Linked DNA regions of Sus scrofa: regions 1 and 2 are each linked to region 3. Evidence: chromatin contacts called from public HiChIP or PLAC-seq data. All regions are on one chromosome and are shown on one strand. The core of a region is the stretch at or near the end of the contact, and the rest is flanking DNA. Distances in the headings are between cores, read along the strand shown. Region 1 has its middle 30 kb from the start of FRY. Region 2 holds the start of FRY (protein furry homolog). Region 3 overlaps LOC110255743 (a long non-coding RNA gene).

Evidence for each region. HiChIP or PLAC-seq counts read pairs in DNA pulled down with a chosen protein or histone mark.
Region 1: a contact with region 3 is called in an H3K27ac HiChIP or PLAC-seq map of alveolar macrophages. The contact joins two enhancer-like sites. A contact is called at or near these places in 1 of 5 promoter capture datasets (liver), 9 of 47 Hi-C or Micro-C datasets (alveolar macrophages, brain, fetal heart ventricle and 5 more) and 2 of 2 datasets of contacts at active chromatin or transcription factors (alveolar macrophages and skeletal muscle).
Region 2: an H3K27ac HiChIP or PLAC-seq map of alveolar macrophages shows a contact between it and region 3. The contact joins the promoter of FRY here to the enhancer-like site in region 3. A contact is called at or near these places in 1 of 5 promoter capture datasets (liver), 9 of 47 Hi-C or Micro-C datasets (embryonic fibroblasts, fetal heart ventricle, fetal skeletal muscle and 5 more) and 2 of 2 datasets of contacts at active chromatin or transcription factors (alveolar macrophages and skeletal muscle).

What each region holds. Positions count from the first base shown.
Region 1 is chr11:8,486,502-8,490,338 of Sscrofa11.1, forward strand. No RefSeq gene overlaps it. Among named protein-coding and RNA genes, the nearest start is that of FRY, 30 kb to the right of the region's middle. Within about 2 kb of position 1,985, at least 6 of the 83 cell types and tissues checked have an H3K27ac peak or open chromatin away from gene starts, as enhancers often do. A contact at or near this core is called in alveolar macrophages, where this site is marked.
Region 2 is chr11:8,515,889-8,519,767 of Sscrofa11.1, forward strand. FRY (protein furry homolog) reads left to right here and starts at 2,626. Exons shown (of 65, transcript XM_021065177.1): 1 at 2,626-3,028. The coding sequence starts at 2,959.
Region 3 is chr11:8,403,260-8,407,260 of Sscrofa11.1, forward strand. All of the region lies in intron 1 of LOC110255743 (a long non-coding RNA gene), which reads left to right. Among named protein-coding and RNA genes, the nearest start is that of FRY, 110 kb to the right of the region's middle. Within about 2 kb of position 2,077, at least 32 of the 83 cell types and tissues checked have an H3K27ac peak or open chromatin away from gene starts, as enhancers often do. A contact at or near this core is called in alveolar macrophages, liver, retroperitoneal adipose tissue and 2 more, where this site is marked.

The sequences.
Region 1 (3,837 bases), core at 735-3,234, 83 kb after region 3:
TGCAGGTGCAGCCCAAGAAAATACAAAAAAAGACAAAAAAAAAAAAAGTACTTGCAAAGAATATTTACTTTTTCATTTTCTAAGTAAGAATATATATATTTTTGATAACTGCAAACTAGTTCCTGCTATTGTATCAATTTGCTGCATAAGAAACCTCCCCAAATGCAAAGGCTCAAAACAGGGCATATTTATTTTGGTCATACTTCTGAGGCTCTTGCTGTCGGAGCCTGCTCACTGGGGGCTGGACAGTCCCTGACATGCTCATTCACGTGCCTGGGTCTCCCCGGATGGCCAGCTAGGATGGAGAAAGCCCTTTCTTCACTTGGTCTCTAAGCGCAGGGGGCCAGCCCAGGCTCTTTCATGTGTGGTCCAAGGGTTTTCTGCTGTAAGAGAGGAAGCCGCAGCTCACAAGTGCCGTTGCCGAAGCCAGGCACACGGGCGAGCTCAGATACACGGGGTGGAGAAAGGGAGTCCTCCTCTTGCCAGAAGAGCTGGCGGGTCACACTGCAAAGGGACAGCCCAGCAGGAGAGAATTGTGACCATTCACTCATGCTGCCGTCTCTCACTTCAATGATTATCATTTCATAGAAAATCAGTATAGAAGATTCTCAAATGTAAAATATTCAGCTTTATGGAAAAAAATCAGCACACTGTCCTTTCTTCTTCTTCTCCTTCTTCCCGATGCCATGGACTGCTGAAGACTTTATCCCTGTCCCATCATCCTAGAGAACAGGGTTGAGAACTAGATGTCACGAAGCTGAGTCTGGCGGCATCGCCTAGGATGCGAGAGAAGGGTGGGGAACCCAGAGAGAGGGAAGCTGGATAGTCATCCAGATAAAAGATAATGAGCATCTGAGAATGGATGTATGGACACGTATAGCTGATTCACTTTGTTCTACAGCCGGGATGATCATAACATCGTAAATCAACTATACGCCAATAAAACTTGAAAAAAATGAAAAAAAAAAGATCATGAGAGAGCTTTTAGTGGCCACTGAAATAGTGGAGAAGCAGGGAATTATGATCAGTAGCTCAGAGCAGCATTTAGTACCAGGGTAGGCTAGACTCTGTGTGTGTGTGTGTGTGTGTGTACATGTTTAAAGAACCAAGGAAGTCCTAATTCTGAGGCTTCCACTTTGGGATAATCCAAAAATTTGATAACCATCTGTATTCGTTTTCTGTTGTTGAATAGCAAGTTGCCACTAACTTAGCAACTTAAGACAACACCCACTTATTATCTCCCGGTTTCCTTGGCGAAGGAGTCAGGCGTGGGTCCAAGCTTGATCTCTGCTCAAGGCTCCATAGCCAAAATCAAGGTTTTGACTGAGCTGGACCCTGGCCTGGCAGCTGTAGGGATGGATCTATTTTCAGGGTCATTCAGGTTGTGGGTGGTACCCAGGTCCTTGCCCCTGTAGGACTGAGGACCCCGTTTCCTTGTTGGCTGTGACCTGGGGCCCCTTCCGTCTTCAAGCCATCATGGCGCATGGGGACCTCAGGTGGATCCAGTCTTCTGTCCTCTTCTTCAGCCACCAGCTAAAGAAAGCCCTCTGCTTTGACAGGCTCATGTGATCAGATCCGGGGCCCTTGAATAATCTCCCTGTTTTAAGGTCATTTCCTGCCATGTGACATAATGTTGCATATGTAACATGATCCTGGAAGTGATAGCCCATCAAATTCATGGGTTCTGGGCATCAGAGCAGGACAGCTTTGGAGGACAGTTTTAGAAATTCTGCTTACCCCATCATCTCTTAGGAAAAGAAAGAGATACAATTAAGGAGATTTTTTTTTTTTCATGGAGACATAGCTTTATTGGGAAATCACCATCACCTTGCAGAATTACTCTTAGACACATATGACATTAAGAATTAAAAAATGCCTTACAGAAAGAGCTGAGGTTTATGGAATGACTGGCCAACAGGGACCTGCCGTATAGCACAGAAAACTCTACCCAGGATTCTGTGACAATCTCTGTGGGAAAAGAATCTGAGAGAATGGATGTGTGTACATGTGTCACTGTGTCACTGTCACATGGCAGAAATGATCCCAACCTTGTGAGTCAGCGCCAATAAAACTGTAAAAAATGAAAACAATTAAAAATAGAATATATATCAACAGTTAAAAAAGCAAGAGCTGGAATGAGCACAGATTCATAGGTTTGGATGTTGAAATGAACTTCCACTACCTACAAGCCGGCTGAGCTGAGGCAGGTCGATGGCATCCAAGAAGCATCCTTTCTCCGGGGTGGTGGGGTTTTTGTTACTTGCTGCCACTAGGTGTCACTTTTACAGCCCAGGAGGAGAGAAGCTCCCAAGGGCTGTTTCCTTTGTCTCGGCTGCTGTGGACAGATCTGTGCAAGCCCCCTGCTGTAGAGCCCAGAATTGGCGCTCCCTGTACCCGGTGGGATTCAGAAGCTTGGACAGACCTTGAGGAACCCAGCTCTTCTGAAGGCGTGAGCCACACATTCGCTTGGGGAAGGGGTTTATCATCAGGGCAGTAGGGGTTGGGGTGGGGTGAGGAGAGGGGCTGGGATCCCTTTGTCATGCCTTGAGCCTCCTTCAACCAAGACCCCCTGGCCCGGCTCCTTTGGGCCAGGAGGTGGCGTGTTTTCTCACGATGCCAGCCTCAGCCGCATGGCTTGGCACCATCAAGGCAGGCATGGATGCGGCAGGCCACAGCAGAAAGGCAAGTGCTGACGTTCCGAGTCCCGGGTGGAAGTGGTGGGGCTCTTTGTTCCAAAGGCCCATGTGCAGCTTAGCCCTCGGGGCCTGGACCCGGTTCACGGTTCTTCTTCCCTGGGTCAAGTATGTGAACTTCAGTTACGAACTGAGAGCCCCCAGGTTTCTAGGTCAGGAAGCTGACATGGCGGGGGCAGAGCCCCTGTAGACATGAGCCCAGGCCTCTGAACTGGTGCTCAGTGTCTGTTGTGGTGAAATGAGCTACCATGTGGGGGGATGCATGTTCGCATAAGCTTTTTTTTAGTTCTAGACCCCAATTACCGAACTTTTCTAGCAGGAACTGCGTGTGTCTTTGCAAACCGGTGCCGCCGGGGAAAACACAGACTTCACAAGGGAAACAGTATATGTTATTAATTCATACAGCCTCTGTCCAGAGATCACTGATGTTTCAGCAGCTTAATGGCATATGGAAAGCTTCAGTTAAAAATAAAACAGATGAAAAATGTAGGAGAATTATAAATGAAATGATTTTTTTTTCTTACTATGTATTATGAGAAAGTCAGTCTTGAGAATTATCCCGTGAGGCTGAAGTCTGCAGCCTTTTAAGACTCTCAAAAGGGCCTTAGAACATGAAGAAACAACAGGAAAGCAAATTAGTTGTGTTTGTTTAAAACACATTTACTGGAGTTCCCATCGTGGCGCAGTGGAAATGAATCTGACTAGGAACCATGAGGTTTCGGGTTCGATCCTCGGCCTCGCTCAGTGGGTTCAGGATCTTGCATTGCTGTGGCTGTGGCATAGGCTGGCAGCTGTAACTCCAATTTGACCCCTAGCCTGGGAATCTCTACATGCTGCAGGTACGGCCCTAAAAAGCAAAAACAAACAAACAAAAAATTTCCTAAGCAGACAAGGCAATAGCTAAATCCAGTAGCTAAGGAATTCAGAAGATACAAAGGTATTGCAGACTTGCCCAGCAGTCTAAGGGGAGCTGGGATCTGCAAACACCCCATGGGCCCCAGGCGCTTCCCTCAGCAGCCCTGTCCCCTGGCAGGGATGTCTTTCTTAGTCAAGGACCTGTTCCCTTGCCAGTGAGTCTTGGCTTATGTCTAGAACATAAATTCACGAAGTGATTCAAACCCTGTGATCTGTGCAGATGCCCTGT
Region 2 (3,879 bases), core at 1,376-3,875, 110 kb after region 3:
AGCTTGCAACAGGTGTCATTCTATTCGATTTGCAAGCCTTTCAACAAAACAAAAGGCATTTTCTGTTCTTGGACAATATATGCTCTTTAAAGGTCCTTGAATGAGGGGGAAAAAAAAAAAGCAGACACTAAACAAGATTTCAGGTTCTAATGGACAGAAACTGGGCATTTAGTTGCTGATTCACTCTTCAGAGGGAAAACTAGATGTCACTGAAAACATTCTTTTCTAAATAGCATTTAAAATTTTATGATCATTTCCTCTTGAAATACTATATATGAGTGGCATTCTCAAAAAAATGAGTATGTTTATAGCCGGATTGGAAATTTTTTTTTGCTTTTTAGGGCCACACCTGCGGCATATGGTGGTTCCCAGGCTAGAGGCCGAAACGGAGCTACAGCTGCCAGCCACAGCTGCATCTGTGACCTACACCACAGCTCACGGATCCTTAACACACCCAGTGAAGCCAGGGATCGAACCCGAAACCTCATGGTTCCTAGTCAGATTTGTTTCTGCTGCACTACGATGGGGACTCCAGGATTGGAAACTTTTAAAAGCCAATTAAGATCTCTTTTATAAAGTCAGCAGAGAGAATCTGCTTCAGCAATGCATTCAATAGAATGGTTACTGCACCTGTTCTAGATGTCTCCAACTTGCAGTCCCCAAATAGTTACCATGGATGTTCAAAAGTAGTGGGTGTTGGAGTTCCCACCGTGGGTTAAGATCTGACTGCTGCGGCCCAGGCTGCAGCGTTGCAGGTTTGGTCCCTCGCTCAGCACAGTGGGTTAAGGATCTGCTGTTGCCGCAGCTGTGGGATAGGTCACAACTGCCGCTCAGATTGAATTCCTGGCCTGGGAACTTCCACATGCCGCAGGTGCAACCATTAAAAAAAAAAAAAAAAAAGAGAGAAGGCTGGTAGATCTTAACTGATACAAAAACATATTTAACTTAAATTTTAAAATTCTATCTCAGAGTACCTAAGGGTTTGTACTAAATATCAATACGGCAAAAATTTAATTGAGTGCTTATTGTACGCAAGACACTATCTGAGCACTTTCATTTATAATATCTTTTACTGTTTCCAACAACTCCATGGGGTCAGTACCATTATGATCCCATTTTATAGACAAATAAACTAAGGCCGAGTGAGGTTAATAATTTGCCCCAGGTCTCATAGCTGGGAAGTTCTGATGAGTTTTGAGAATGTTGGTGCTCATTAACCCCAGGCCCCCTGCAGCCTCCCTGTTCATTTAGGGCCATCCACGGTGGGGGAGCCTCCAGAAAAGGTGGCATGCATGTTAGCCTTTGTTTTCAGGTGTCATAGCCATTTTGGTAAATCTTTGGGGTCCTGTGTCACCTGGAATCCTATATTCAAGTGTACACGTGATAAAACAAAATTAGCTCATCAGCTCTAGTGTGCATGTAAGTAAAAAAGAAGTCAATCTGAGGAGACTTGATGAGAAGAGGGTGCTATGAGTGGAGCTGGAAATCTCGGTGGTGGGGTGCTCGCCTTTTGTGTAAAGAGTTGGGAAGGCTCATTGCACTGATAGTGTCTTGGGGCATTTCGGGGCATAGTCCTAAAAATTCTTTGGTGTTGAATTTTTTTTTTTTATTTAATCTTAAAAAAAGTGTGTCATACTTTCCCTGCCATTTCTCAAATGTTAGTCTGGCAGGTCCTGTTTGTGTGTAGATGTTGGAGTGGGGGAGGGGCGCGTGAAACTTTTTGTAAATTATTAATGGAATTGATTAATCCCGTTGGAAAATGTTAATCATAAGTGTGCTGGGGAAGGGAAGGATTCATGGTTCTCGGCAGTGGTTAGCTAAATCCCACCTCCTCAAATGCAGCATGTCAAAATTAGGCCTATTTAATCTCTGGTCAAGCGAACTAATAACATGGAACAAAGCTAACTGAAATCAGGACACCTGCTATCAAGATTTCATGAAATCAAAAGCCCCTTGTGCAGCAAGGAATATGATGCTTTTGCTTAGCTTTTTAATACAAATAAGAATTAGCTTTATTGGGCTCTGTGATTCTTAGAAAAGACAGGTTTGCAGATCCATTGTGGAGCCTGGCCTTGGGTAAACAAGCCTAAGCACAGTGTACGGTCCCCTTGGGGTGCTCGCGCCAGGGTGGGGGTGCCCCTCAAAAATGACAGCATTTCTGGGAGGAAGAAGCTTCCGCCGTGATGGGAAAGGAAAAAGCCCAGGCCAATATCCTGGTGTTATTAGCAAGCTTTCCTACTGCAACGGGGCTGACGATGGGGCTTTTCAAAAACGTCGCTGCAACCAGACCCAGGGTGCCACTCGCCTTACTGCAGCGACACAGTTGTGTGGATTCCAGGGGCAGCCGCGGGGGGAGCGCAGCCCGTGCGGCACGGCCGGCTCTCCAGGAGCGTTTCTGCAGATCGGCGGGAGCTGGGCCATTCCCCCCGCAGTTCCTCCCGAGGCAGGGGCCGAGGGTGGCCCAGGTTGAGACTGCGGGGCGCGGGGAGGCGCGCCCAGCCCAGCCCTCAGCCCTGCGGCGGCCCGAGCGGCCGGAGGCCTCCGCGAAACCTTCTCCCTCCCGGGGAGGACGGATCCCGGTGCAGGTGGGGACTTCCTCGGTCCCCACCTGCCGGCGCCGAGCCTGTGCGTGGCCGGCAGCGGGCGTTGCAGGTCCTGGCAGCCCAGAAATGAAAGCAGCGGCGGCGGCCGCCTCTCAGGGCTCCGATCGGCACCCAGCAAATAAGAAGCCCGTCCTGGACCCGGAGGAGGAGGAGCGGCCGAGCATCTCTCTGCTGCTCCTCCGCGTCCTTTAAATGAGGACTCCCTGCCGGCGCCGGAGGTAGATCTGCAGAGCCTTCCTCTCGCTGCTGACCCCGCTTACATCACTAACCTGTGACAGGCACATCCCCACGCCCGGTACCTGCTCCTCCAGCGGCTCCCAGTCCAGTCTGAGCCGCCTCTTTGTATGCCGCCGACATGGCCAGCCAGCAGGATTCCGGCTTCTTTGAGATCAGTATCAAATATTTACTGAAATCCTGGAGTAATAGTGAGTAATAGAAAATAACCTTTGTTTGTTTGTTTGCTGGATGTTGCATAAGGTTCGAGACATAAAAATCTCAACTGGACGCATATGCTTGGGAGCCGAGGAAGTTGGTTTTTTTTTTTTTTTTTTTTTTTCCTTGCCTGCTTCCATCTGCTGTGAAAATCAAAATGTCAGAGACTGAACTGGCTTTCCTGAAGTGCAAAGGCTGCAGTGGAATTACAGTAAATTTGGTCTGATTAAATGTTCGAGTCAGATGGCCCTTCAGACGCTGGCCAGTGCAGGATGGGGCATTCCAGGCTGCATTTCCTGCCTTGGTGTTTATTTAATATGTGCAGATTTTATGGAAGTATTTTGTGAAGTGTGCTTTAATCAGAGGGGTGTGGCAGGGTTTCACAGCACTTCGTAATTGTTATATTAGGGTATTGTCTAAAGAAAAAAAAGTATTTAAGAGTCCAAAACCTGACTCATCTTTTTTTGAAAATACAGGCATTTGCTGATTGATTTGCTCTCTCCCTTGTCCATGTGGATGATGCTGAGGATGCCATCATAATATTTGAATTTCTAAAAAAAATCCCGATGTGTGTTATTGTCCAAATAATGTGCTTTTCTGAAACATAAACAAGTGAGGTGTTGACCATAAAATCATTTATTGGGATATCAGAAGGTTATGACTTCAGAAGTTCCATTTCAGACCTACTTAACATTTTAGCAGTAAGGTCTCTCAAAAAGACAACCTCCGAGGCATCAGAATTACAATGAGGCCTTCAGGTGCTCAACTGCTGCCTTGTATTTTCTGAATAGTCGAAAAACAAAGTCTGCTCTATTTCACCCATCATCTTTTGTACTTGCTTTAG
Region 3 (4,001 bases), core at 827-3,326:
AACACGTTGACCTACCCCCGTTCTTCACTTGTTCTCGGGACCACGCACTCTCCCGCCTTCCTCGTACGTCCCTGGCTGCTCCTTTTCCATCTTCATGGCTGGTCCCCCTTCCCTTGCCCAACTGTTGATGCTGAGTGTCCCAGGACCCTGGGTCCCCAGCCTCCTCTTCCTGATCTACCTGCTCTCTGAGCCCATCTCCTTCAATCCCATCTGCTGTCATGGAGGTCCTGGAGGCCTTCACCTGGAGGTCCTGGAGCCTTTCAGACTGAACACGGCCAAAGTTGATTTCCTATCACACACCCGTTCCTCTCCTGCTTTCCCCATTTCGGCACATAACACCATCACCCAACATCGAGATAAAAAAAAATCTAGGGCTCATCCTTCTTGATGTTCTTACCTTCACCCTGCAGGTTCAGGGCATCCTAGCAACCCGGCCTCTACAGCAGATCCACACCCACCTGTCCCTTCCATTTCCGTTATCAACACTCTAGCCCACACCACCGTGGTTTCTGACCCTCGCCCACTGGCCCATCGCCGTGGCCGCCCGGTCCTGTCCCTGCGGTCACTTCTCTCCACAGCAGCCGAGTTAACATTTGCCACACACGCCTTCCCCCACTTCGCGTTTCCCAGTAGCATCCTCTGTACCTGCCGTAATACCCAGTCGCTGCCCTGGCGTACAAAGCCCTTGCATCCCCGGGGCCCTGCCCAGGTCTCCAGTATTGTTCTCTGTCGCTCCTTTGTTTTAACCCCGGCTACACTGATTGCTTCGTATTCTCTAACACATCGAGTCCGTTCCTACCACAGGGCTTTTGCAAATGCTGTTTCTGGTCGAGAAGCTCCACCTCCCACCTGTGGCTCCTTCTTACCTTTCACATCTCAGCCTGATTCCCGTCCTCAGAGACACTTCCCCACCTCAAATAGTCACCCGGTAGCACGTCACTCGGCTTTAAGGCTCCCCTGTCTTTGCTCCTGTCTGATGTTATCTTGCTTATCTATTTATTAATTATCTGTTTATTAATTTTTACTTTTTAGTCTGTGTGTGGACATACACCCCTATACTGTACGCTCTGAGAGCAGGGGCCTTGGAGGTCTTATTTGCTGTCACAACCTTGGCGCTTGGAGCAGTGTGCTTAGAAGATGCTCAAAACTTGCATTCCGAACAAATAATGAACCCATTCAAGCAACCGCGAAATCTGTTAAAGGGGGAAATGGATGTTTTAAGTCAAGGTCAAGTCTTGGCTGATCGAGCTCAATTCCTAAGGACTAATCAAAAACATAAAATCAAACTTCCTGTTAGTTAGCCAATTCAGTTCTTTTCTCTGCATTTGTGAGCCAGGCTGCCATCAAGAAAAAGCATGACGGCCCTGTAAGTCTAATAGGTTTCTGATTAAATGCATGGAAGAAGAGAATGTGACTGGGACACAGGATTCCCATGACCTATCGTGTCTGGATTCTCATTCTTTTTGATGAGCTTGTGGCCATAAACGTCAAGTCGTTTGGCAGGAAGGGAAAGTCTGGAGTAGTAAGAGCTACTCAAGTGGACGCCCCACGGCTCTCTCCAGTCTTCCTTTTTTTCTGCTCCAAGATGCAATAAAAAGTGCAGCAGACGTGAGCCTAGGAGGGTCTCTGTCGGAACTGACCGTATTGCAGGGCCTCACCTGTGGGGCCAAAGCACCTGTGTGAACCGAAGTCCGTCTCTCCGCTAGGCCACGCCCTTCCCTCAGGGGAGCTCTGTGGCCAAGCCCATTGACCCACTTAGAGATCCAGGGATAAGGAACTTTCTGTTTATTTGCAATTGGGCGCTATTTATGGCATTCTAATCACATGGCACTGGGAAGACTGTAATTACAGAGATTTGTATGAGGAGAGTATAGAACACTCCCTGTTGGACTTATCTTTGGGGATTTAGTACTGAAAGCATTGCAAATAGTTTTATTTAGTATTGAAAATTGTTGCCTATGGCCTCTCGCCAGTTCCCCATTCCTCCTTTCTCATTTCACAATTGTAGAATGCTGCTGGTGTAGTTTTCCTCTGTTTTGAGCCCCACCCTTCCTGTTGCTAAGCAGATGAACTGGATTGCATAAATTGTCAATTACTCAGCTGTGACAGTGAAAAAGACCGGCGGGCAATAGCCAGAAATGGGGACAGCTCCTTCTCGCCTGTGGATGGATTTAGGATTAGATGATAAAGAGTCAAAAGGCAATAGGTGACATTATCATAAGGAAAAGTTGGATTTATAGTTACCAACTGGGACAATTGGGGAAGAGGACAAAATACCTCCTTCCTCTTGTGCTAATTTTCTTTACATATGTATTCAGAAAGACCTGAGCAAGCTCCTCTCCTTTCAGACTATTTCTGGAAGTGAGTTCAGTATTTTCCCCCACTGTAAAAGTAACTTCCTGTCATGACCAAAAGAAAAAAAGCAGAAAAGATGTGGAAGGAAAAACATGAAACATTAATTTTATGTCTTTAAACAAACCCTATTAGCATTTGTGCTTATTTCCTGCAGAGATTTGTATTCATTATATTGGGTTGATTAAATTTGTGTGTTTATTTCTTCATTTATGCCCAGTTATAATTTACATACTTTTATCCTTAGTTTTAGAATATTTATTGAGTAGCAGGTATGAATTTATTTTAGTATTTCAGGTTAGGTTGACTCCCAAATCTGAAGTCACTTCTAAATCTATATGTATTAAAGGAGCATATTTGCATTTCTGACCCCCATTTAAAAAGAGCTGACGTTGCTTCTGGTGATTAAGCTTTCCTCATCTTATTTATTCAACTTCTTTTCAATAAAGCAGGTTTAGTCCTGCAGGTGTCCATCAGACATTCAGCTCTCATCAGGTCACCTATGGCATCCTCTGCAAATTTTCCACAGACCAAGCATTGAATAGGATTATAAAGATTTCCTTTTGGAGCCCTAATGTTTCCTGACTCCACTCACCTGTAAGAGTCTAATACGCACAATGCTACCTCTGGCTCCCCAGAGGGCGGTAAACAGTGTGTGTGGGCATAAATAGCACACCGTCAGGTTGTAAGATCTGGGTATTTGGTTTTCTTTGACGAGCCATTCCCCTCCAGACACATTAGTGGCTTCCCAAAGAGCTCCTTTGCAAATAGCTCTAGAAAAGGCAAATGAGGAACTCAGAAAGGCGTGTTGCCAATAGGACAGCAGAGGGCGCTAGAGTAATGTTGTAATGTGCCTCTGCTTTTCCCTTTGCTCGGCCGTCAGAAAAAGAAAGCTTTTAAAATAATGCACTACCTTGTCTTTGAACACATCGGCTGGAATTTACACAACACAGCTTTATGATGTGAGCCAAACATCTGTTGTTATCATTCTCATCAGCTTTTTCCCAGAAGCAGATCTTTTCTTCTCATGCTGAATTTAAGGAAAGCGTCTTTAACAGTCTCTTCTTAGACAATTGTTTTTAAGGAAAGCACATTCTTATTCTTCCAAGATTGTGAATTTCTCCTCTCCCAAGCGGTAGTCATGTTTGCTAAAATACTTAGTAGTTCTAATCCGATAGATATTAAAGAAATGAATTATTTCCAAACCAGCTTTTTAGAATCATAGAATGTGACCATTTGGCAAGTAGATGCCTACTGTTGACTTTAAAATAAAACATATGGAGAGTTTTGGTCTAGCAGTTAAGGATCTGGTGTTATCACTGCTATGGCTGCCGGCTTGATCCCTGGCCTGGGAACTTCTGCATGTCGAGAGTGCAGCCCAAAATGAAAACAAACAAACAAAAATAAATAAAAACAAGCCACTCCCCCCCAAATATAAATGCATCAGGATAAAATAGCAGTGGTAAAAAAACAAAAAACAAAAAACAAAAAACTATGGGTAGTTAGAACATTGTAATGGCATTTATTCCCAAACAACCAATTTAGTTTAACCAGTTCTTATTTTTCAATGTTGAGCTTCTTTAACATTCTAAATAAAGTACTTCTGGTCAACATGACGTATTTTAAAAGTGGGAATTTCGTGCCTAATG